3 separate regions of the Danio rerio genome follow, and regions 1 and 2 are each linked to region 3. A link is a contact called in public HiChIP or PLAC-seq data. All regions are on one chromosome and are shown on one strand. The core of a region is the stretch at or near the end of the contact, and the rest is flanking DNA. Distances in the headings are between cores, read along the strand shown. Region 1 holds the start of or91a2 (olfactory receptor, family 91, subfamily A, member 2). Region 2 holds the start of ncam1b (neural cell adhesion molecule 1b). Region 3 holds the start of zbtb16b (zinc finger and BTB domain containing 16b).

Region 1 (3,761 bases), core at 1,244-3,743, 130 kb after region 3:
GGTACTGTGCTAGATCCAACATGACTAGTATCTTGGATTTTGGTACTACCAGAAGTGTCTTCTTCTCTACGCTCTCTGCAACACTGTGCATCACACTGTTTTTAATGGCAAAATATGAGAGGGGTGAGGTGCTGGTAATCTATGTTTTTTCTACCACTCTTGTGACCAGCAATTTTGACCAGCAATTTCTCAACTGCTTTTTGAAAATTTTCTTCTCGTTGTGCTTTCCTAAACGTGCCACCTTTTGTCACTTGTTCAAACAGATCATAATATGGGTTAGCAGGTGAGTGTTTGGACTCACCCCCTCTATCGCTCTCGGTGGCCATAAGTGCAGGTTGGTGGTCCCATGATGTTGATGACGTGGTCCTTTTCCTTTTTTAGGAGCTGAAAGGGTGAGTAGGACCAGTCTTGACCCAGGAAGAGAGGGAAGGGAAGGTCAGGCATCACCCATACTTCGTAGGACCATGCACCTGCGCTGGCTGAGATCATCACCTGCTGTGGGGGAACATATCTGGTATCACCAGAGACACATAAAAAAGGCATTTTCACTTTACCTCTTGGGTTAGTTGGTCTCATGCCAGGTTTGATTAAAGTTATTGCACTCCCAGTGTCAAGTGTGGCCAGCAGGGTTTTTTCCATTTAGCAGTACTTTTCTTGCTGGAGTGCCGGGGGAACTGTTATATGCACAATGCGGCCAGCCAGCCAGGCACGTGCCACTGAGGTCGCTGGATTGATGGGCAGAGGCATGAGCCTGTCTGCAAGGCTCGGGACCCCAGGTCTGCTGTCTGGTCTCGCCATACCCTCTGCCATTTGCCAGGAGTGGTTCACCCTCCAGCGCTGTGCAGCCGATCTCTCTCCTCTATCTCGGGTGTGGGTTGTTTCTGCTAGCTCTACTAAAATTTGCCAAATTTTCTTCTGGGAAGCCCCTGCAGCAATTTTTCAATGACCTCTTTTTCAGGGCTAGCCCTGGGTACCGCTTAGGTTGTCAATGAGGAGCCACAAACAGGCTGAGCAGGTGAGGTAGGCTGCTTTTAACTGCACGGGCCCTGCTTTCAAAGGACCAGGAATTGAACAGCTAAGCAGTGCTTATGGGTGACAGTCGCACTTGGGCTAAAGTTTTCCTCTTTATACCTTATAGTCATCATTCCTGGGAGCCTCCAGAGCGTAATAAGCCCACAGTGGCTCCTTGGGTAAAAATGGAGCTAGAATTTTCACTCATTCCTCTTTAGGCTAGACTCTTCTCTTACAATCACTCCAAACGTGTGTAAATATGAGTCTATTTCATCCAGGGTGCTAAGTTTGGTAGAATGATGGTAGGCTGCAATGCTGGGGTCCGGGAGCGAAACTCACTTGGCCAGCTGTAGCAGCTCTTGTTCCAACCATTCCTGTTTAGTGTCCAGCGAGTCTGTGAACACTTGCTGTCTTGTGGAAATCTCCACAAGGTGGTGTATAATTTCTTCCATGGCCGTTGACGTCACTGCTCTGGGGTACCTGGATGGCAGAAGGCGTAGAGATTGGTGTGGAGAGCGGCTGGGTTGCTGGAACAGACCAAGGACAGAATTTAAATATTCCCATTTCACAGTTTGGATGTGTTTTCTGCCCGCATTCTCCACCAGTTGTGGCGAGAAGAGGAACAAATGCAACGCAACACTGGACTGGATGTACACCCGGAGCGTGATTTATTTACAAGTATTTTCCAGAAGCAATGCAAGAAGATAAGTGGTGTAGACAGGGATGCTTCTGAAGGGTGAGTGAAGGGAACCTGGGAATCTGCAGAGGTGCAGTCGTGCAGGCTCGGAAGTTAAGTGACGCTGATCTATCGGCTGGAGTCTGTGTGAAACAGAGAGGTATAATTGTCTGGGTAAGAGTGGAGATCATAGCTCACTGAAGCACTCATGTCTTGTCCTTAAATCCTCTCCCTCTGATGTAATCGCGGTGGCGATGATCAGCGTTGATGAGGTGTGACCAGGTGACGGCAATTTGTCTCTCGCCACACTATCCAGTAAGTAACGTCTTGTTTTGTTCAGATCTGTCTGTTTTTCACTTGGATTTGTACAGGTACAATGTACAGGTGCAATGTACAGGTCTATCTATGTCTTTTGATTTAAAGTGTGTTATGTACAGTAACTCTATTGCTCAATAAGTTTCACTGGCACCAGTAATTTCATATTTGCTCCTGGCTTTCCCTGCCTTCCAGTATGGTGGTGTAAACAAAATGACTATCATGTTGTCTGGAACTCTAGAAGCATAATATTAGTTCATTAGGCCTTAAGTGCTGAATGATGCAATTTTTGTCCAACTTTACTTCATCATATTCATCTTAAATGATGAAATCAGTGCTGTGGTCATAGAAACATCTGCAATGCTGAAAGACAAGCATTTGTAAACAAAAAGAGGTCCAGCCCATCTAAAGCTATATAAAAACAGCACAGAGGAAGGAAAGCTCAGATGTTTTTCCATCTTTTTTATGGCAAGTTTATTTTGCTGTCATTATGAACTCCACAGCAAACAGCAGTCTAGGCAACACATTTATTTCAAAAGCAATAAAAGAGAAGTCTTTGACGGTGCAGGTGCTGGTCGGTATTCTTCTGTATGTAAACGGACTGATGATTTTCACCTTTCTGAAGAAGGAGACCTTCAGGGACACACGCTACATTCTGTTTGCTCAGACTCTGTTTGTTGACTCTGCTATTATGCTATTTGCTGATTTAACCCTTGTAGGTTCGGCTTACCAATTGTTCATTCACATTATTTTTTGCTACATCTTCTGTACAGTCATGGGTTGGCTCAGTATTTGTTCACCTGTGACTCTTGTAGCCATGTGTTTGGAGCGCTATGTGGCCATATGTTTGCCTTTAAGACATGCCAGCATCTCCAGTCCCAAAAACACCATCAATGGGCTTCTAATCGTATGGGGTGTCAGTGGTGTTGTCCCAGTGGTTATTTTTATTATCGCATTCGCTTATACTCCTACTAACGCCATGAACTCTTATGTTGTGTGTAGCATTGAGGTCATGTTTCAAGTGAAATGGTTGGCAGACATGAGAGCAGCAAGTCATCAGTTGTTGTGTGTCATAACATTGTTTATCGTTGCCTCCACCTACATCAAGATTATGGTTGCGGCCAAATCAGCCTCAGCCGAGAACAAGAAGTCAACATATAAGGGTCTCAGAACTGTTATTCTCCATGGCCTTCAGCTGATTCTGGGTATGATGCAGCTTATAACACCGTATATTGATATTCTAACATTGAAAGTAGATATCATGCTGTTTATTAATGTAAAATTCTCAAATTTCATGTTGTTTTGGATCTTGCCCCGTTGTTTGAGTCCCTTAGTTTATGGATTACGAGACAAAAAGTTTTATAATGCTCTTAAATATTATGCCTTTTGTGGCATTTATGTTTATAAAAAGCACAAAATAAAAGATAGTAAAACTATTGGAGGTGCTTTGAGCATTTCCATACACAATTAAACCTTACACAACGTATAGTTTGTTACTTCATTAGAATAAACAGCACAAATGTTTAGCATTGATTTTACATTCATATGCATGGCTAGATGTAATTTATTTTATTAATTATGTGTTTATTAATCTATCTGTCTATAACTGTTCACATCAAATTAAATTTACAGAAGTGATTAAATAAATATAAAAAGCATGTTATCTGAAAATAAAGTATGAAAATAATGTTTCAAATAACTTTTGTGAAAGTAACATGTCAAATATATGGGTAAAGTCATGTTCATGGTCATTTACTAT
Region 2 (3,812 bases), core at 1,163-3,662, 210 kb before region 3:
TAACAAAGTAACATTGTCCGGGGAATTGTAGTCAAATTATTCTATAGTGATGATAGCCAAAATGAAAAAGATGAAGATAATGGGGATTGACTACTATTTAGTTTCACTTTTCCCGCTCATTTCGGTATGTTTCCCATACATTGATTTTATATTGAAGTCTTTACACTACAAAAAGGGTGTATAAATGTAGATAAAACTTAAAACATATATACATAAAAATGAAATAATTAAATAAAATATTACTCATAAATGTTTCTAAATGCATTTTTAAATATAACATAAACAAAACACTAAAAAAAATATTAATGTAGTACATTTTACATTTAACTAAAAAGAATTCCAAATTTAATCATCTTTTGTTTATTTATAGTAAAAATTAAACAGAATATTGAGATATAGAGTTAACAGTAAAGCGCATCAAAAAGTGATAAAACATTGCTATCTTTGGCTAATTAGACAATGATTAATTACAACTATCAATAAGAAAATGAATTAATAACATAATTTTTAATTAATTTTATTCTACTGTATTGAATTAATACATGACACCTTTAATTAATAGCAACTAATGTACTTAATATATTAGTTGCTGCTACAGTAGACTTTTGAATGAGTTCTTTTCTATGTTATACTGTATATTCAATTATGATTAGCTTCATTAGTAATTGAAATGACTAATGAATGACTCATGAATAACACTATACATACACTTCCCCTATTAAAGAAGATCTGTATAGCTGAAATGCTTGTCCTTGGTGATTCATACAATCACCATCAAGAGCTAGCAAGTCAATAAATATATAAAATTGAAATTCAAACAATTGTTAACCAATCAAAATAAATAACTTTGGCTCTCAACGATATTATGCCATTATCTTGCATTGTAAAAATCCATGAGTAGATTAACAGAAACATTTAAATTTTTGAATGAACTGTTCCCTTAATTAAGCATTCAATTATGGTTATTACACCACCTGTAATGTAAAGTGTTGCTAAAATAATGAATAAAAACCTAAAATGATAAATTATGTAAAAATGCTCGGTTTAGTTCTGCCTAACTGTGGAAGGATGCAATTATTTCTTGTTGAAAATATATTGAAGCAAATAAACCTCACCGTGTAATGCATGCATGAACACAATAACAAGTCTAACTGCCAATTCTCACTCACGCTAAAACACTTGGCCAAAAGCACAGCTTTAAATTGGATACTTGGATTCTACTTTTAGATGATCATTGTTCTCTGAAAGTTCATGGCTTCTTTTCTAAAGCCACAGTGAAAAGCAGTGGCTCTTTAGCTCTGCATGGGTTATAAAGAGATAGATAAAAGAAACATCAGTGAACTGATCCGTGAGGGAGATCATTATTTCAAGAATGACAAAATGGGGCACCGCCTTCACTTTACGCAGGGTTTTCAAACTGGGGTCCAGGGACCCCCTGGGGGATGCAAGGTAGTGCTAGGGGGTCTGTTGAAAAGTTTGAAAAAAAAAAAAAAAAGTAAATAAAATTAAATAAATAAATAAATAATGAACATGGATAGCAGTAATAACAAAAAAAAATTAAGACTTTATTCAAATAAAAATTACATTAAAATTAGACAATTGTATTAACATAAATATAAAAGAAGCTTTTTTATTATTAATTAAAACTAATTAAATTGTAAAATAATGGAAAAATGACTAAACAAAATAAAATATAATCTATGCGGAGTTTGATTTAAAAAATATTAATGATATTTAAAATAAGATGAAATTATTAATAATATATAAATAAATACAAACATATTTAAATAAATAAATAAATATGCAGTAGTAAATAATTACTGTAAAAAATATTGTAAATACACAAAAGAATCCTTATAGTTTATCTATTTAAGATGGGTATTTTGCACATGGATGATCATATTTGGCGGACCATGAAATTAAAAAAAAAAAAAAACATTGAAAACCCCTTATATATGCTAAACAACGGGTCTTTTAAAATTTTCTTCTCGATTTGTTATGAAGAATACAGTCTCCTTTCATTATTGTTTCATCTATCTCCAGTCCATATCAGTGCATACTTTAGGAGTATTATTTCTTCTTGGAAGAAGGAAATCATACAGGTTTGGAAGAAAATAAGAGTGAGTAAATGATAACAAAATGCCTCAGCTGAACTGCTATCCCTTTAAACATTCGAGTATAACTCAACCTACCCGAAGTATTGTACGTGATAAAGACTTGTTACTTGATTTTCCCTCCCATTCTTTCCTCTTTCTCGGTCAGATGGATGTGGGGATCGTGTTTGGTTTCCAGGCTTTGGTTCAGTGCTTCATTTGATCATATCGCTGTCTCTCCTCAGAGGCGCCGCTGATTGGGCGGATTAATTCGCGTGCATCTTGAAGCTGCGTGTGCACGCGCTTTTGCCTCTCAGTCTCAGCGCGCGACATATGGGCACGCGAATCTAAACCGCAACAATATCAATACAGTCCAAGCGTCGGGGATTCTCGTAAACAATCGCGTCCCGTCCAGAAAACTTCGCGGAAACTTCTCGGGCATCATTTTACGGATTACGGATTCTTCGTTTCTAGCACGGAAGGCAAAAACAAACAGTAAACACACTGTGTGTTCATAAAGGGAGTGCAATGTTTCCGACCAAGGCGATAATCTTGGTGCTTCTTTTCTTTGACAACGCAGGTAAGAGAGCGTTATGTGTTATGCAGTAGGCTAACCCTAAACACAAAAAGTTATATAATGATAGCAGTGGTTTTGTGCAATTTTCTTTCTGATTTGCATGCTACTTTTATGGGCAGTGATGTGGTGATGCTGGTGTCACTGGCAGGTGCATCTCTGGACCTGTTTGAATTCTGTTGTTCTCATTGATCTGCACTGTTGCATAGTTTGTGAGGAGCAACGTGTTGTTTACTACTTTCATGCGGTTTCTTGTGTATCCTTATAATAATAATACATCTTATAGGAACTGCTGTGTGGGCTAATTTGCTAGGCTATATCCAAAGGGCTTTGACAATAGAACCTGTCCTTAACATGAGAGGATTATCGAGCTAATATTATAATCAGTCTTGTACTCTGAGTTAAAGCGTCTGCAGGATAGCAGAAGAATCGCATTGATTTGAATTGATCCTTTGTAAATCCTTATGGGACAGTGGGATGAATTTCTTGGCAGTCCACCTGCTGCACGACTCGAGAAAGATCCAATCAGGGAGTTTGGGCGGGAACTGTCTATGATGTAATTAACCTGTTTTGTGTATCAATATTACATCATACACGACGCGGAATCCCAACTATAATGCAGTTAAGAGAATGTTATCACTGCAAAAGCCATTTTGATTGTAATTGGCAAACTTGAATTGAATTTTGAGATTATAAATGATGTTAATTGCATCTTTTATAAATATTTATTACATTTTTGGAATTTATAAATGTTTATTATTTAATGTTTTTTTCTTTATTAGATGGGTTTTACTCTTCAAAAGCAAAAACAGGTGTTTTCCTAAAATCTAAATTTTACTGTCTGAAATAATGAAAGTTTACTTAAAGGGTTCAGCCTAAAATAAAAATAAAAATTCTTCACGTTTCCTCACTTTTGACTTGTTCCAATCCATTTTGAGTTTCTTTTTTTCTGTTGAATTCACAATATGATATTTTGAAGAATGTTGGAATGTTGTAACTGATAGGAAAAACAAATAATATGGAAGTCAGTACTTAGAGGCTTCCAACACATCTTGTTTTGTACTCTACAGTAGAAAGAAACGTAAACAGGTTTGGAACAAGTGGTGGATGGGTAAATGATGCACAATTTTCATCTTCGAGTGAAC
Region 3 (3,523 bases), core at 652-3,151:
CACGGTTAGACATTACTAGGCTTTTTTTACAGTAAAATACTCTTTCCTTTTATTGCAGCAAAACACTGGCTATTTTACAGTTATGTACTGCACGATTCACAGTAAAGGTTAACAGTGTGTATCAGTCTAAAGTAATACTGTAAATATGCACTCATTTTTATTGTATTGTTTGACGTTATTAAGACTGATAAAGGTGACACAGGATGAAAAAAATACCTTATTTTGCACATGTATATTTTTGGCAATAGACAAAAATACGTTAGCACTGTCGCCACACAGCAAGAAGGTCTCTGGTTTGAGTTCTGACTGGGTCAGTTGGCAGTTCTTTGAGCAGTTTGCTATATTCTGCCCGTGTTTGCATGGGTTTCTTTCAGGTGATCTGGTTTTCCTCCACAGTCCAAATACGGTGTAGGTGAATTAAATAAACTAAATTGGCCACAGTGTGTAAATGGGTGTTTCCTAGTACTGGGTTGCAGCTGGAAGGCCATCCGCTATGTAATATAAATGCTGAATAAGTTGGTGGTTCATTTCTCTTTGGTGACCCCTGATGAATAAAGTCGAAGAAAAATGAATGAATGAAAAAATACATATAAGTCAAAACAATTGATATGTCTTATCTCATTAGAATATTAAACAAAGATCAAGTTTCATGAAGATATTTTTACAGTTTCCTGCTGTAAATGTATCAAAATCCAATTCATTAGTATTAATGTGCATTGCAAAGCATATCAATTTGTCAACTTTAAAGACTTAAAATTTTCCTAGTACTTAGATTTTTTCTAACTCTTGTATTTCAGATTTTCAAATAGTTGTATCATGGACAAATATATCCTAACAAACCATATATCAACGGAAAGCTTATTTATTAAGCTTTTAGGAGATTTCTAAAAGATTACACGTCTGATTTTTGTGGTCCAGGTCACAAGTGAAGTTTTTCCCCAGCAAGTGGCGCTATTTCATTACGCTCGTGTATCAGAAAATGAGACGTGACCGCACGTGCTTCATATAAACATACTCGACAACACTAACACATGCAAGTCAGACAGCGAGTCTGTTCCAATGCAGTTTGTTTTGTTTCTTAACATCGAACAAACTAAATGCACTGTAATGCAACTTTCTGAAAGCCTTTGGGTAAATTGTTATCAATCTAAAATTGCAAGGAACAATATTGTGGTCAGTTTATGTTAGGGTGAATTTATTACAGTGTAATTATACTTTTAAATACCGAGTGTGGCTGTATTAATTAACATGTACTCACCAGAGGGCTAAAATAGCTAAGTTTGGTTCAGGGTTGGTTGCATATAATTACCCAAACTAACGTGTAAAAGGGCTTTTAAAATTATTTATAATAATAATAAAACGTAATCATCAAAGTGGCAGAGTAAAACAGCCACACAAATATCTAGAAGTCCTCAGATGTTTTCAGGGTTACAGTTTAGGGAATAAAGCAGCATGTCTCCAGATTAGAAGACTACGGGATTAGACTGATTCTACATTCATTGGCACTGTACTGTTGTGCGTCCTTTTATTCTCATTCATCGTTTCTTCCCTTCATTCATTGTCAAGCTTAAGCCCTTTTAATACAGTCGTGCTCTTTAAACTTAACACATCAACTGAGGGAACTGTAAGAGGGCTGTATATATTTCGCTGTTAATGACCGATTCCCAGTCATACGCAAATGCTCATAAAGAGTTTGAGTTCGATTCAGGCAACAAGGTGCTGTTTTCTTGAGCAGCTTCCATCCTGAAAGCAAAGCACTAATAATCGCGGGGCTCGTGCGCGCGGCGTCTTGGCGCGCCTCAGTGAAAACAGCGAGCCATTGCTTTGACGTCACGCTGATGATGATGATTGGAATCCGCACGGCGAGTGTAGAGCGCGTGAAGCGGCTCCTCTGAACCTCAGTATGTTGATGCCTTAATAACAAGTGTTCAATTTACGCGCCAGTTGCAGGTAAGTGAAAATAACTTCGCCGGTAAAGCTTTAATTGTTCCCCATGCTGAGTGCGACAGTATGAATGCCTATTAGTAGGCGAAAGTGCTGCGAGAATGAGTTCATTTAGCGTTGAGGATGCAACTTGTTTCTTGTGTTTTAAGACGTAGCACGCGCGCTCCTGCGTGTTTGTTTGCGCTTTCTGGACACGTAGAGTAAGTGTTATAAAATGATTTCATTTGCGAAGTAACTGCTGTTAATGTTGCGTAAAACAACTTGTCGGTCAGGTGCATTTGGAAGGGCTGAATGTTGAGACAGACTGTTGCACGGATGGCTTCGCGGGGTCTGATCTTTTGCTTATCATGTCATCCTTCGTAAACCTGATATAATCGGTAATGTTTGTCAAATCATGGTCAGAGGCAGGAGATAAATAGAGATGTGAGTCTAATTAGTAACTCTCACGTTATCAGTGTACGTTTGCGTGATTTAAAGGCTGAAAGGTTAGGAGAGCTCAACCTTTTCAGGGTTGAAGATGCATCCCCACCTTTTTTTCCTCTTCATTATATCGTTATTTGTAAATGAAGCGTTTGGTGCAAGCTACATGTTTTTAAGACTAATAGAACATGCACTTAGTGTCTTGATTGCAATTTACACATGCGGACTAAATACATATTGAGGTTTGAAATAAAACAGGAGGTTGGACGATACTTAGGAAATTGGCATTTTTTGTTATTTATTTGTTATGTTAAAATTGATTGCACACTATTACTTTATTTTATAATATACATTTTATTTGACGTTACCTATGATATATTATTAATTAATAGGCCTAATATTAATTGATGCGGATATAATTTTGCTGCATATTGATATGTTAAACTTAATTGTTTGTTATCTATATCTATTTAACTCATTCATAATCTACTCTATCGATTTTTTTTTAAAGATCACGACTGTAGCAATTGCTTGGTTAGTCCAAGGAAGGTGTGAGTGCAATACCTATGCAATACTTCAGAAACTGATACTTTACAGTACATATATTTATCATCTATTTTTTTCTTACCATCAATTGATATGATGTTAAATAATCTAATAATTTGTCATAACAACAGACAAATCTTTAATTATGGTAATAGGTCTAATAGTCATTCACGCTTAAAAGAAAAACAAAAATGTTTAGAATACTAAGTCAGCTTTATTAGTTATTGTGTCAGACAAAAATGTGAATCAGCTGAACACTTCAGAAACTTTTGCTGATATTAGCTGAACTGTAAATAAAAAATGTACAGAATTTTAAAATATACAGTATATGACCAACAGTCAGTCTTGTGGTTTTTCTACATGTCACAACAGAAATGCCTTTAAAATGTCGCTCCTGGGGTGTTTTTATTATTTTCGACTGCAGGAATGTGACTCGGTGTTGCTACAAAGTGGGCCTACAATTAAAACAAATTATGCTTTTTGCCTGAAGAACAATATCATAAATGCAAACTCATCCAGAGCATGTGCCGAATGCAGTCAGTTCAGTTTCATCTGGCAGCCTTCCATTACTATAGCTGCGATTGCATAAGATTAAGTACATGTTGTGACGATT

Evidence for each region. HiChIP or PLAC-seq counts read pairs in DNA pulled down with a chosen protein or histone mark.
Region 1: a contact with region 3 is called in an H3K4me3 HiChIP or PLAC-seq map of embryo, with 6 times the contacts expected there. The contact joins the promoter of or91a2 here to the promoter of zbtb16b in region 3. A contact is called at or near these places in 1 of 18 Hi-C or Micro-C datasets (embryo) and 2 of 4 datasets of contacts at active chromatin or transcription factors (caudal fin and embryo).
Region 2: an H3K4me3 HiChIP or PLAC-seq map of embryo shows a contact between it and region 3, with 4 times the contacts expected there. The contact joins the promoter of ncam1b here to the promoter of zbtb16b in region 3. A contact is called at or near these places in 4 of 18 Hi-C or Micro-C datasets (caudal fin, embryo, hematopoietic stem cells and 1 more) and 2 of 4 datasets of contacts at active chromatin or transcription factors (caudal fin and embryo).

Annotation. Positions count from the first base shown.
Region 1 is chr15:20,670,901-20,674,661 of GRCz12tu, reverse strand. It overlaps or91a2 (olfactory receptor, family 91, subfamily A, member 2), which reads left to right and starts at 2,493. Exons shown (of 1, transcript XM_017351101.4): 1 at 2,493-3,740. The coding sequence starts at 2,493. The coding sequence ends at 3,473.
Region 2 is chr15:21,017,051-21,020,862 of GRCz12tu, reverse strand. It overlaps ncam1b (neural cell adhesion molecule 1b), which reads left to right and starts at 2,412. Exons shown (of 21, transcript NM_131831.1): 1 at 2,412-2,673. The coding sequence starts at 2,622.
Region 3 is chr15:20,802,783-20,806,305 of GRCz12tu, reverse strand. It overlaps zbtb16b (zinc finger and BTB domain containing 16b), which reads left to right and starts at 1,901. Exons shown (of 7, transcript XM_693182.8): 1 at 1,901-1,950.